Linked DNA regions of Rattus norvegicus: all the other regions are linked to region 1. Evidence: chromatin contacts called from public Hi-C data. All regions are on one chromosome and are shown on one strand. Each heading gives the region's core, a stretch centred on a gene start, on an enhancer-like site or on the middle of the called end of the contact. The rest is flanking DNA. Distances are from core to core; before and after follow the strand shown. Region 1 overlaps Zbtb39 (zinc finger and BTB domain containing 39). Region 2 has its middle 28 kb from the start of Sdr9c7. Region 3 has its middle 52 kb from the start of Uqcrb.

Evidence for each region. Hi-C and Micro-C count contacts between places; a contact is called where the count stands out from the background.
Region 2: a Hi-C map of hepatocytes shows a contact between it and region 1, with 2.1 times the contacts expected there. The contact joins two enhancer-like sites. A contact is called at or near these places in 3 of 12 Hi-C or Micro-C datasets (hepatocytes and liver).
Region 3: a contact with region 1 is called in a Hi-C map of liver, with 3 times the contacts expected there. The contact joins two enhancer-like sites. A contact is called at or near these places in 12 of 12 Hi-C or Micro-C datasets (the A7r5 cell line, the Rat2 cell line, Schwann cells and 7 more) and 1 of 1 datasets of contacts at active chromatin or transcription factors (oligodendrocytes).

Annotation. Positions count from the first base shown.
Region 1 is chr7:65,465,595-65,469,955 of GRCr8, reverse strand. Zbtb39 (zinc finger and BTB domain containing 39) reads right to left here. Exons shown (of 2, transcript NM_001130537.2): 2 at 150-4,361. The coding sequence ends at 3,770. Among named protein-coding and RNA genes, the nearest start is that of Zbtb39, 5.5 kb to the right of the region's middle. Within about 2 kb of position 2,760, at least 5 of the 93 cell types and tissues checked have an H3K27ac peak or open chromatin away from gene starts, as enhancers often do. A contact at or near this core is called in hepatocytes and liver, where this site is marked.
Region 2 is chr7:65,614,329-65,619,101 of GRCr8, reverse strand. No RefSeq gene overlaps it. Among named protein-coding and RNA genes, the nearest start is that of Sdr9c7, 28 kb to the right of the region's middle. Within about 2 kb of position 1,566, at least 1 of the 93 cell types and tissues checked has an H3K27ac peak or open chromatin away from gene starts, as enhancers often do. A contact at or near this core is called in hepatocytes, where this site is marked.
Region 3 is chr7:65,650,827-65,655,301 of GRCr8, reverse strand. It overlaps the pseudogene LOC134479600. Among named protein-coding and RNA genes, the nearest start is that of Uqcrb, 52 kb to the left of the region's middle. Within about 2 kb of position 2,076, at least 3 of the 93 cell types and tissues checked have an H3K27ac peak or open chromatin away from gene starts, as enhancers often do. A contact at or near this core is called in hepatocytes and liver, where this site is marked.

The sequences.
Region 1 (4,361 bases), core at 1,511-4,010:
CCATGCTGGGGAATCCCAGCCCCAGGAAACACAATGTGTCACCGAGAGCCCTGGCATTGTTGGGCTGGTGAAGCTCATGAAGTGTGCCAGAACCAGAGGTCTGTGTAAATGTGTGCAGACACGGAAAAGGAACTCTCACTTCACATTCCTTTCTTTCCCCTCCATCTCTCTTTTTTTTATTCTAAATAAAAACCACACTTTGTGCTGAACAATGGAATAGAAAAGAATCAGATGTACGATTTTAGACGTCTACTGTTTTGGGGAGGGAAAGGTTTACAAAATATACAAAACTTTACAGCAGATAGTAAACACTTAAATATTTAGGAGGTCAGTACTTCTTAATTTAATGGAAGGAGTTAGACAGCAACGGCCTCTCTGCCTCACAGGAGACTTGAGCTACTCCAGATGGGGTGGGTGGGGACTGGCAGAGGGGAAATGTCAGGGTCACTGCCACAGGGGGCGTCTTCTTAGACACTGATCATGACGTACCATCACACGGAGATGTATACGTGCACCCACTTTCGGTCTCACTTGATGTGACTGGGACGTGTACACACTCCCAGCCAGGCAAAGACCATTTCATAGGGCCCACTACCATGCCAACGAATTCAGAGTCCATGTATAAAGGGATCTGAATTCACTTTCAAGGTTGAGTAGTCTAGGGTTTGGTGGAGAGAGCACAGCAGGAACCCAGAAAAGGAAGATAATCAGTAGCAAAGTCCTGCCTGGGTGAAAAGTTCTGAGGCTTACAGGTTTGCCCTGTAGACAAGGGGCTGGGGATAGGTCACAATAAAGTCAAAAGTAATTCTCGCCTATGTCTTTCCTGTTCTTAGGGTCACCTGACCCCACCAACACCTCTTTTCTTCCCAACTGGCCGTGAACTGTAGGAACTCCACAGAATCTTAAAATTTAGAACCAAATACCAGGGTTCGTTCAGTAGGGCTTTCTGATGTCCCTGGCATCATGGAGCTGTCAGGGGACACCAGCATGTGTGGACACACCTTCTGGCCACAAGCAGCACATGCTGTTAATGCCAGTGTGCCACATCAACATTGTAATTTCCCCTTAGAAACGAGCCAGGGATGTCCCCAAGTCCGGCTTAATGTCCTTCAAATAGCCAACTAGATACTCCTAATAATTGTTGAACGACAGTTCTGAACACTGTACAGCTGGTTCTGAGTGCAGACCAAAAAATAAAATAAAAGGCAGGGGACGGGGAACAAACAAAGACAGAGCATTCAAAGGTCAGAGAGAATTCTACTGTGATACAGCAGGAAATAGTACTAAGTGGGAATCCAGGGATGAAGGGGGCGTGAAATCAAATGGGTGTTAAGTTAAAAATGCAAAATAAAGTTAACACCTCCCATCAGGGGTCCTGGAGTACCCTTCACTACCAAGTAATGTTTTGAGTAAATCTCATCAAGAGAAGGAAGAACTAGCTGCAGGGAAAGCAAATACAACTTCACACAGAAGGGGAGACTGGTCCGAACATGGGGCTACCCGAAGAGGCATGGTTTGGGCAATGAGCCTCCTGAGCTACTGGTCCCAATGGCTGCCTGTCTAACGGGACCAACTGGACCTCCCTGATCAATTAACCTGAAGGGATCAGAAGATACAGTTTGTGTTTTAGTGTTCCAAGGACAAAACTTCAAAGGATCTGCTTTTTGGTTCATGGCAAAAAGGGAAAACTTCACAGTTTCAAGTTAAGTACACGGACCACCCAGCATCCACAATGCCTTATGCTAAGGAAAAGGGTTTCTCCGATCTCAGCAACCATTCGGTACTCACTCCTCAGCAGCAATCTAGGGAGGGGAAGCTTAGAAATTCCAGCAGATCTGTCATTGTAGTGTGATACACATCCCCAGTGTAAACTGTAAGTCAGAAACTAAAAGCGACAGCAACCTCTTCCCTGTGAAAACACCACGTTCAGATGGGGAGGGAGGGGTGTCCTTAACTGTTTGAGCTGCATCATTCAGCTCAGGAAGGTCTTGGCACCAACTCACCGGCTTTCTCAGTTCAAAGCCCTGGGAAAGTTGGCCGGCCAGCCCAACTGTATACTGCTTTGGTTTGCCTCTGTGTCTTAATATATAGGGATAGGATGCTCCCTATGTCGGAAGGATAAAAAACTGTGCAAACACCTTCTTCCTGTGACTGATCTGAGTTTGCTCTGCTAGAGACTATGCTTGGAGAAACTGTGCTGCTTAAAAGGCCTGGCACACTCTCTCCTAGTTACACCCCTGTTCTCCCCTCTGCAGCCATAACCCTCTGCTGGAATGTGGCTCCTTGCTTGAGAAACTCATTTTCCTAAAGTCATTTATCGAAAAGAGATGCTGGGTAGTACATATACAAAACAAAATAATAATAATAATAAAATAAATATTAATGTCTAGAAAGGCTTTGTGAGTTAATTAAAACCACTTGTTTATGAAACAGCCCAGAGTGCGGCTGAGTCCCACTGGGGGGGGGGGGCAGTGTCGGTGGCTGGGCCCAAAATTCGGGACTTAGAGCTCACCTGAGCAGGGTGAGGTAGTATGAGCTACTTATAAGTATGCAAGATCAAGGGTCCTCTCCAGCCTCTTTTGGGCAAGACCCCTTCATAGACTAAGAATGGAGCCAAACAGTTGCGCAGAAGGCCTAAGCCAGCTACCATCCAAGAGCGCCCCCTGGGGGTGATGCAATGACAGATCAGGATAATTCCAGCAGGTCAAAGGTGAACTGCCAAACTCCCACACTGTTACCACCAAGTAAACAAGTTACCCAACTGGGACAGTCAGAATGCACACCCTGCCATGCAGTCACCGGTGACGCAGGTTCCTTTAATCCAGAAGGGCTCATGCTCCACCATAAACTCACATGGTCTTCTCATCTACACTGTAGGTTAAACCGTCCTGAGTGGGAGACTCGATGTAAATTAAGGCAAGACTGCTGCTGTCTGAGACCTCTCCTCCATGCCCAGGAGACGGAAGTTTACGGAGGTAGCCAGATGGCAGACGACTACACTGAGGCGGCTCTCTGTCCTCCCTGCTCTTGACAGAAGGTTTGACGTCCAGGGTTTTCGCTCTACAAAACCGCGCTTCTTTGGAAATGAGGAGAAAGGAAGAGCCCTTCTTCCATCCATGGAGGCTGCCCCGTCTGGTGGCACCATGGGGTACCCCAAAGCTTTCCAACCTAAACAGAAAGCCTGGTCCCCAGTTTGGATCTAGCTGCCAAGAGACTTCCACCGTTCAATCGTCCAATCAGGAGAGCCGAGGTGTGGAGCAAGTAGTGCCCTCCGCTCCTGACACCTTGCCCCTGCTGAGGAGGCGTGGGTACCCGACATGAACTGCCCTGCTGCTAGTCCCTTCTGAATGACCACAATCCCCAAACCTCCTCACAGCTGTGGTCTGGCCAAAGACTGGCAGTCACAGCCACAGTGAAAACCCCATCGAGTGAGGCTGTTGGTCAGACTCTTAGCAGCATAAAACCTATCAGTAAACTAAAACTAGAGAAACCGGCGAAGGGGACCTAGTTTAACCCGGCTGCTTGACTAGATCCTAAAGCCAGCCTCAAAAATCAAGATGCAGCCCTCTGTGGGCGAGAACAGGTAAGGAGGTAAATGTAACAGGGCTGTTGCCTTTCAAAAGCAGTAACAGCTTATGTGCTATTTCTTCTCTCAACACAACACAAACAAGGCAAACTGTAGCGTCAGCTGGGGAAGGACTGACAGCCTTTAGAAAATCACTATCCCGGCGGCCACCTGGGAGCTCCCTCGGGCTCTGCGGGTTCCCAGTCAGCTGTCCGGGTTCTTTTCAGCCTCTTTGGAATGTATAATGTACATGAAGGTCTGCTCGATGGTGAAGTCAGGTGGGAGGCTGCCTTTGTGCACACCGACATGTTTACTCATAAGGTTAAGGGTGGAACTGTAGTGGCCACAGACGGTGCAGCGGTACATGAGTGCCCCTGAGTGCGTCTTGAGGTGGCACTTGATGGTCGAGCGACCTCGGAAGAATTTGTGGCAAACCTTGCACTGGTAAGGTTTCTCGCCTGTGTGGATCCGTCGGTGGTAGTTGAACTCGCTTGTGTGGGCGAACCTTTTGCCACAGACCTTGCAGCTGTACTTACTATTCCCTGGTTGGCCCTGCAGAGCCAGCTCCTCACTCAGAAAGTCCTCAGCGGGCAGCTTCCGCTTCTGGAGGGCTAGGTGTGGTAGCCCCACAGCGGGACGTGGGTCAAGGCCACTGCTACACTTGTGCTGGCTGACGTGGTAGCGGTAGGCTGCCTCAGACCTGAAGCTCTGGCTGCATAAGTGGCAGCGGAACAGGACGTCCTCCAGGCTCTGGTGCACAGCCATGTGCTTCTCTAGAAGGTGCCAGTCTACAAAA
Region 2 (4,773 bases), core at 317-2,816, 150 kb before region 1:
AGTGAGGTAACCCAATCACAGAAAAACACACATGGTATGCACTCATTGATAAATGGCTATTAGCCCAAATGCTTGAATTACCCTAGATGCCTAGAACAAATGAAACTCAAGACGGATGATCAAAATGTGAATGCTTCACTCCTTCTTTAAAAGGGGAACAAGAATACCCTTGGCAGGGAATAGAGAGGCAAAGATTAAAACAGACACAGAAGGAACACCCATTCAGAACCTGCCCCACATGTGGCCCATACATATACAGCCATCCAATTAGACAAGATGGATGAAGCAAAGAAGTGCAGGCTGACAGGAGCCGGATGTAGATCGCTCCTGAGAGACACAGCCAGAATACAGCAAATACAGAGGCGAATGCCAGCAGCAAACCACTGAACTGAGAACGGGACCCCCGTTGAAGGAATCAGAGAAAGAACTCAAAGAGCTTGAAGGAGCTCGAGACCCCTTATGAACAACAATGCCAAGCAACCAGAGCTTCCAGGGACTAAGCCACTACCTAAGGACTATACATGGACTGACCCTGGACTCTGACCTCATAGGTAGCAATGAATATTCTAGTAAGATCACCAGTGGAAGGGGAAGCCCTGGGTCCTGCTAAGACTGAACCCCCAGTGAACTAGACTGTTGGGGGGAGGGCGGCAATGGGGGGAGGATGGGGAGGGGAACACCCATAAATTAGGGGATGTTTGCCCAGAAACCGGGAAAGGGAATAACACTCAAAATGTAAATAAGAAACACTCAAGTTAATAAAAAATAAATAAAAAAAAAAATTAAGCCAAGTACCATTTTCCCGCCTTGGGTCAAGGCTAGGCCAAGTTCCATTCTCTACCCATAGTTCTCAGTTCTTGAAAAACCACAGAATGTACTGACTGATAGTCACCTGACCCTCTGGTCCCAGATAGAGTTCCAATCCATGTCATATGCTAGCTAGCCAATAGATTCAAAGGTCAATATGCTTAGCCAATAAGTTTAAACTGTAGCCTTGCTCATGTAACCTGTACCCCTAAAAAGTATAAAAACTGCTTGTTATAGCCATTCAGGGTCACCTTCTAGTCACTTGCCATGAGGTTCTGATTGAGAATCAACCCTGATGCGCAGGAAAAATAAACCTCTTGGTTTACATTGACTTCCGTTCTTGTGTCTCACTTGGGGGGAGGGAGTCTCCCTGTAGTTAAGACTCACTTTGAGCCTTACATTTGGTGCATTGGCCGGGAAGCCAGATCCCCCACCCACCACCACCACCATGAGGTCACAAGAAATGGTTGTCAAAGAAATAGTTTGAACTTGATGTCAGGTACTGTGGTTGTCTGTATCCATATTGTCTGTCTTGCTTTTGGTTTGCTCGCAAGAGTCTATAAGGCTTAGAGAGCCTCTGGTCTGGTCTGGTCTGGTCTGGTCTGTCTGGTGTAGTCAAATTGTGGCTGACAGATGTGCCTTAAGGTCATGACTGGAGTCTGGAGGATGCTTCAGCCCCCCTTCCTCCCGAGGGAGTCGGGAGGACTCTGCTCCTTTTGTTAAACTCAATACAAGCTGGCGGGTTGCCTGTTGGACTTGATATCGGCATAAATTGGCTGAGTCACCGGATTACCTGGTTTCTTTGCCCATGGCAGGGGCAAGCTGTCTGTGTGTTGACTGTCTTTCTCTGTGTTTTTGGACTTGGATTGATGTTATTTTTGGACATGGAGCAGACTGATTCTACCCTGTTAAACATCCTAGTTAACCACTGGAGGGAAGCTGGAGAAAGAGGATAACATTTGTCAGTAATAGTAAAAAAAAAAAAAAAGGGCAGGTTAGTTATTCTCTGCTCCTCTGAATGGCCCACGTTCAGAGTAGGGTGGCCACCCATAGGGACCCTTGATTTGCAGGTGATCAAAGCAATACAGGAAAGAGTCTTTAGACTAGGATTCCTCAGACACCCAGACCAAGTACCCTATATAGTTACCTGGAAGGGTCTAGTGGAGCACACCACCACCCCCCCTTGGATAAAAGCTTTTTTTGTCTCCAAGACACTCTCAGGTCCTGGCCATGAAGGAGAAGAACCCTGTAGGGACCAACGAGTCTGTAAAAACAATTCTCTAGGACCCTTCCACAGTATCTGATACTGATGGGTCCTTCACACACACTCCCAACCCCCTACCATGTCCCCAGTACCCACAGCCCCTCCTCAAGGATTTCCCTTGAGCTCTCATCCAGTAACCCTTTATCCCCACTCCCTTCCTCAGGCCCTAGCAAGGGGGGAGGGTGGGGAGGGACCCTCAGAACCCCGACTGGCCATGAGGATAGAGCAAAAGGGCTACTTCACCCGATACAACAGTGGCCCTCCCCCTCCGAGCCTACAAGCCCATAGATGAGGATGGCAATCAGGCCATGTAATATTGGCCTTTCTCTTCAGCTGACTTGTACAACTGGAAGGCCCAACACCCCCCTTCTCAGATAACCCCAAGGGGCTGATTAATCTCAGACTGTTTTGTTTACCCATCAGCCCACCTGGGATGATATTCAACAACTCATGAGATTGCTCTTCACGACTGAAGAGTGAGAGAGGATAATGCAGGAAGCCAGGAAGAAAGAACGTCCCCTCAGACACAGGGGCACCATCTATTGACCAGGCTGTCATTGAGAGCGGATTTCCCCTGACTAGACCTGACTGGGACTTTAATACAGCAGAAGGTAATGAGCACCTGAAGGTCTACCATCAGACTCCATTGGCAGGTCTCAAGGGGGGGTCACAGGATGACTCACCAATTTAATCAAGGTTCATGAGGTTAAGCAGCCTTTCTAGAATGGCTCATGGAAGCATTCCACCAATATTCACCCTATGACTTCAGCATCGAGGAGCACAAAGCTACTGTGACTTTGGTTTTTAGAGACCAGGCTTGTAGAGATATCAGGAAAAAGCTTCAGAGGCTCGAGGGGCTACAGGTTAAGTTATTGAGGGATTTTGTGCAGGTTGCTGAGAAAGTCTACCATAACAGGGAGACAGAAAAAGAGCAGAGAACGAGAAAGGAAGAAGATGAAAAAGAGACTAAAAAAAAAGAAAAGTGACAGAAAAAATTTATAGAGAATCTTGGCTACAGTAGTTAGGGAAAGCATAGAAGAGAGACTCCAACCAAAGAGAAACAGAAAACTCCTTGAAAAGGACCAATGTGTATATTTCCAGGAGGGGGGCCACTGGGACGGAGAATTTCCCAATAAACAGAAGCTGGGGGCAGGAAATCCCAGGTCTTGGGAAAAGCACCTCCAAATGGTGAACGTGTTAGCACAGGGGAAGACAGCGACCAAGGAGGACAGAGTTCAGACCCCTCCCCGAGTCCAGGGTAACCTTGAAAGTGGAAGGGAAACCCACCCAATACTGGGGCCCAACACTCAGTCCTTCTCCAAGCTGATGGGCCGGTCTCCAGCAAAAAAAATTAGTGGGTCCAAGAGGCCACTCACTGGGACTAAACAATATTCATGGACTACCCGAAGAACTGTAGACCTGGGCGTGGGCCAGCTATCCCACTCGTTCATGGTCATCCATGACTGCCCCTATCCCTTGTTCAGGAGAGACTTGCTCTCCAAAATGGGGCTTCAGATCCATTTCCTTCCCAAAGGCCCTCAGTTGAGGGAGCCTGCTGAAGAACCTGTCCAGGTCCTTACTATTAGGCTGGAGTACAAATACAAATTGTTTGAGACCAATACCCAAAAGATAGAGGATATTACTTGGTGGCTGGAAAATATTCCTCTTGCTTCGGCTAAAATGGCTGAGCTAGGTCATGCATATCTGCAGGCTGGGTATGTGGAGCTTAAGACCCAGGCTGATCCTGTTTCAGTGTGCCAGCACCCGATGTTGGGGGAGGCACGAGAATGAATTAAGCCACACATCACCCAGCTCCTCCAGCTTGGGGTGTTGCTTAGTGCTGTTCAGCCTGGAGCATAGCACTCCTGCCAGTTAAGCCCAGCACTAACGATTATCACCCAATCCAGGACTTAAGAGAGGTAAACTGTGGTAGAGTGGCTGACACCCACCCTACTGTGCCTAACTCCTACACTCTGTTGAGTTTGTCACCTTCCAGAATTTGGTACGTGATTTTAGACTTGAAAGGTGCTTTCTTCTGCCTGACCTTGGCACCCCAAAGTCAAGAATACTTTGCCCTTGAATGGAAAAACCCAGAGGATGGGACCACCAGTCAGCTGACCTGGATGAGATTCTCCACCGGTTGGGCTCAATTTGGCCACCTTGTTGCCCGATCCTGACCTGGAACCACCACAGTATGAGTGTCAAATTGGCAGGAGCCCATGGGTAGAGGAAAGACTTCTCTGACCACCCCCTGGGGGGGAGCCGAGGCTACTGGTTTACAGACAAGAGCAGTTTTCTTCATGAAGGTCAGAGATGAGTGGATGTTACCATGGTGGACAGCACAAATGTCATCCTGGCTGGCTGAACCTCTACCCCCAGCCATGTTAGCACAGAAAGTGGGGCTAATTTTCCTTAGAACTTGGTGCTGGCAAGAAAATTAACATCTACACAGATAGCAGGTATGCTTTTGCCACAGCCCATGTTCACGGGGCTATATTCCAAGAAAGAGGACTGCTCACATCAGAAGGAAACGAAATTAAAAAAAAAAAAGGCAGGAAATTTTGGATCTCTTAGATGCCCTGATGAAGCCAGCAACTGTGAGTATTATTCATTGCCCAGGATGTCAGAAAGGGAAGAGACTGAGTGATGTGGGGCAATAATCAGGCAGATCAGGTGGCTCGAGAAGTGGCTATGCAGGAGCC
Region 3 (4,475 bases), core at 827-3,326, 190 kb before region 1:
CCATTTCTTCCAGCAAGGCTCAGCCTAGGGTTTTCATCGTCTCCCAAGCAGCAAGTGTTCAAGGACATGAGCTGGGGTGGGGCCATTTCACAATCAAACCATAGCAGTGAAGGTTTTTGTGTTTGCTTATTTTAAGGCAGGGTGTCACTATTCTGCTCACATCAGTCTTGAACTTCTGAGGGGATCGTCCTGCCTAAGCCACTGACTGAGTGGCTGGAACTACAGGTCTTTCACTGTACATGGCGGGGGCTGACAGCTGTCTTGACTCAAACAGATCCTGAATGAATGTACATCATCTGACGTGGGTTAAGGACCAGGGCCTTGGGCCTATGGGAATACAAGGGTCAGGCTCAGCAATATGACAAAGCCTCCTCTAGTCTAGATGTGTAAAGCCCATGACTCCTGCCTGCACACAGCATCTGAGCTAAGCCCTCCCTTCTCTGCTGTGTGCAATAAAACCCAGAAGTTCCCGTTGTTGATCTGAGGCTGCTCCTCTCCATCCGGGTACAGCCCACTCAACCCCAGGCTTTCCATGCATACATCTGTATGTTGTTCTGTGCAGATCGCCTCTAATCCCTTCAGTGTCTGACTTTCTTCCTTTAACATCCCAGTCAGGTTTCTGGAATCCAGGCTATGGTGGTCAGGGTAAAGAAACTTGTGGGCTTTGACTGTTTTTATCTCTGGCCCAATTAATAGGGACCAGAAAGACAAAATCATACAACACACAATTTGCACACACAGGATGAACACATTTTGTGTAGAGAAATGGAGAATCTTCCAAAAATGGGTGTGTGTAACTTGGCTTAGTGTGTACTCGTTACTTGTATAGCTCCTGTGACTAAAATACATCTAAAGGCAACTTAAGGAAGCGTTGTTGAAGCTCACCGGTTCAGGGGACAGGATACATCATGGCAGGGAAATGTTAGGAGACAGCTGTTCACACTGTATGAGAATGGTGAATGAGAAATTCTTGGACTCAGTTCACTTTATCACACACACACACACACACACACACACACACACACACACCTCTTGAGAGAGAACATATTTATTAAGTCTCAAGGTCACTTTCTCCTTACTGCCCCCCATTAATTGGCCGGCAAATCAAGGAAGCCTAGAAGCTGTTAGCCTCCAACTGCAGAGCGTGATGTGTGGGTGATGCGCACAGTGTGTGCCCATGTTCCCACTGCTGCTCACAAGTGACTGTGCATTAGTCTCTCCATCCTAGAAACAGCGGCCTTCCTCAGCCTGATGAATCTGGGACTGGGAGCTCCAGGGGCCACATCAATGATGGATTGGGGTGGGGTAGAGGGAGCATGCTTTTACTGTCATTTGTTTGAGCACACTGTAGCTGTCTTCAGACACACCAGAAGAGGGCATCAAATCCCATGGCTGTGAGCCACCATGTGGTTGCTGGGAATTGAACTCAGGACCTCTGGAAGAGCAGTCAGTGGTCTCAACCACTGAGCCATCTCTCCAGTCCTGCTATTCCCCTTCTCAGTCACTCTGTGTATTTTTTACCTTCCTTTAGTGTTTTTAGTTTTGTTTTGTTTTGTTTTGTTTTGTTTTGTTTTGTTTTGTTTTGTTTTGTTTGAAGACCGTGTCTCACCGTAGCTATGGCTGTCCTGGAACTTGATATGTAGACTCCTCCTGCAATTATAGGAGTCGGCCACCAAGTTTGGTTCCTTGTAGTGTCTATTCTTGGTCATCTCTGCAGTTCTTTGGTGGCAATTTAGAGTTGCAGTTATTTTAGGGGAATGGGGCACAACCTCATAAAACTGGCCTGAACTGGCTATAGATGTCCCACATGCCTCCGTCTTCTGGTTGGCCTGTCTCTGTCTTTCAGATGCTTGGTGGGCTGGCTGGTTTTAGAGTTCTGAGACTTCAATGTAGAGACCCTAGGCTCTCTGTAACTCAGCTACTTCTCAGTGTCAACATTTGTTATCTCTGCCAGAACTGGAAGCCAGAGGCCTGTTTGTTCTCACAATAAAGATCAGAAACACAAGGGCGGTTTGGGAGACTGCCGAGAACAACGTTTTGCAACATTGACAGACGTAGTAAATAGGCTTCCAGGTGAGGCCTCCCAGACCCATCAGGAAAATTGTGTCAAACAACCTGCTCCAAGAAGGACACAGCATACAGCCATGCGAGAGACGTGGGAGGCTCGTGTGTGGATTCACCTCTGCACGTGCACACCAGGCTTCCAACAGGCTTCATGTGTGTACTTGTCTCAGGTCAAGTTTACCAATGGCACCGTACCAACCACAGGCTTTTTTTTTTTTTTTTTTTTTTTTTTTTGCTGAATCACAGGGGAAGTGCAGCACCTTCTGTCATCTAAAGTACTTTAAGGATTGTCATTGCTAAGCAGAAGTCTCCAAGCCAGTGCAAGTGAACAGCTGGAATACACTTGCCTCAGGCCATCTGAAGGTGCTCTGAGGATAATGCGGCTGGTCTCTAAAAAGAGAGGCTGCTAGGCTCTACTAGCTGTGGACTGAGCAAAGCTTACTTAGCTCACTTATGGGAAAGTAAACATTAAAGGGTGCTTACAAGAAAGACAATAGCACTACTTTTTTTTTTTTTTTTTTTTGAGTCAAGGTCTCTCTGTGCAACCATGGCTGTCCTGGAACTCACTCTGTAGATCAGGCTGGCCTCAAACTCACAGATAACTGCCTGCCTTTCCTAAGTGCTGGATTAAAGGCAAGCACCACCACCCAGTCCAATACTCATTTTCACGGCTGTGTTACACACCACATATTTGCTTCTCCACTAGTTAGTTGACTTTTGGTGGCTTTTATTTTTCAGCCGTTATGAATGTCTAGCTGTCAACAGTTATGTTCACGTTTGTGAGTCTAAGTTTACCTTTTTAGGAAGTCATCAGTAGGTTTTCTTTTCTTTTTTTTTGTAAATTTATTTGTTTTATGTATGTGAGTACACTGTCACTGTCTTCAGATACACCAGAAAAGGGCATCATTACAAATGGTCATGAGCCACCATGTGGTTGCTAGGAATTGAACTCAGGACCTGTGGAAGAGCAGTCAGTGCTCCTAACCACTGAGCCATCTCTCTAGCCCATCATCTGTAGGCTTTCTAAAGCAGCTATACCATCGAGCTTTTCTGTATGTCATATTTGGGCCAAATTTCACATGTTTGTGGCACTCAATTTTCTTGACAGTTGTTTCATTTTGGATTTTATTCCTGACTAGATAATTAAGATAATATTTTAGTATTTTCCAGCCAGGTACGATGATAGCATATACCATAATCAAAGTGCTAAAGAAGTAGACACAGAAGGATCATGAATTCAAGGTCATCCTCAGCTACAGTAAATTGGAGGCTAGCCTGGACTACATAAGAATGTGTCCCAAAATAACAACAGCAACAACAAGAACCAGAAAAACAACCTACAAAATCCGAGTGTAGATGCTTGCTTAACAGAGTCCTAGGTTTGATCCCAGTCAGTCCAGAAAACTGGGCATGCTGTTTCATGCCTATAATCCTAGCACTGGGGAACTAAAGGCAGGAGGATTAGAAGTTCAAAGTCATCCTTAGTTATGTGGTAAATTTGAATCCAGCCTGGGACACAAGAGACCCTTTTGCAAAAACAGCAAACAACAACAACAACAACAAAATACTCTTAAGTTTTTTTGTGGTCAGACATTTTCTTAGTTTGGTCTTTTCATTTTGAGGTAAGAGACAAGAAAGCTCCTGCCTTTAATTTTCAAGTGCATCCAGGTATCTCCATATATCATTAGCCTAAGGCTTATTCATATGTTGAGAAGAATTGGATTTTCTTTATTTGATGTGTATTATAAAATGTATAATAGATTCATTACAGGTCTGTGTACACTAAAAAGTTCTGGGCAAATTTGTAACTACAGTTCTAGGGGTATGTCTGGGGCTTGCCTGGCAGCCAGTCTACCAACCAGTGATCAGGTGACAGCTCCTGCCTCAAAAAGGAACACAGAGAGTGATATAGGAACACTGGAGCCCAGTCGGCATCCGCATCCTCCACATACATGGTCTCACACAGATAAGCACAGCCACTTGTGCACATGCAAGCATGTTTGTAACACACACTCACATTTACACATGCAAGCATGTCCATAACACACCCATGCACACACATATACACTCATGTACACACACATGCACATACATACACACATGCACATGCACGTGCACTTGCACATTCAAGCACACATACACACACATACACACAGCCTAGTACACAAATGCACACATACTCATTCATATGTAAGAATGTCCATAACATAAATGCATATACACATAGGCTCACACACACACACAGACACACATACACACATGCATGTCCATGAGCACATTGATGCACACTTGCACATGAACATGCAAACAACATTCACACAGACACATGAAAGCATGTTTATAACACACACACACACACACACACACACACACACAGAGTCACATTCTGTTTAACAAGTACCAGTACCAAT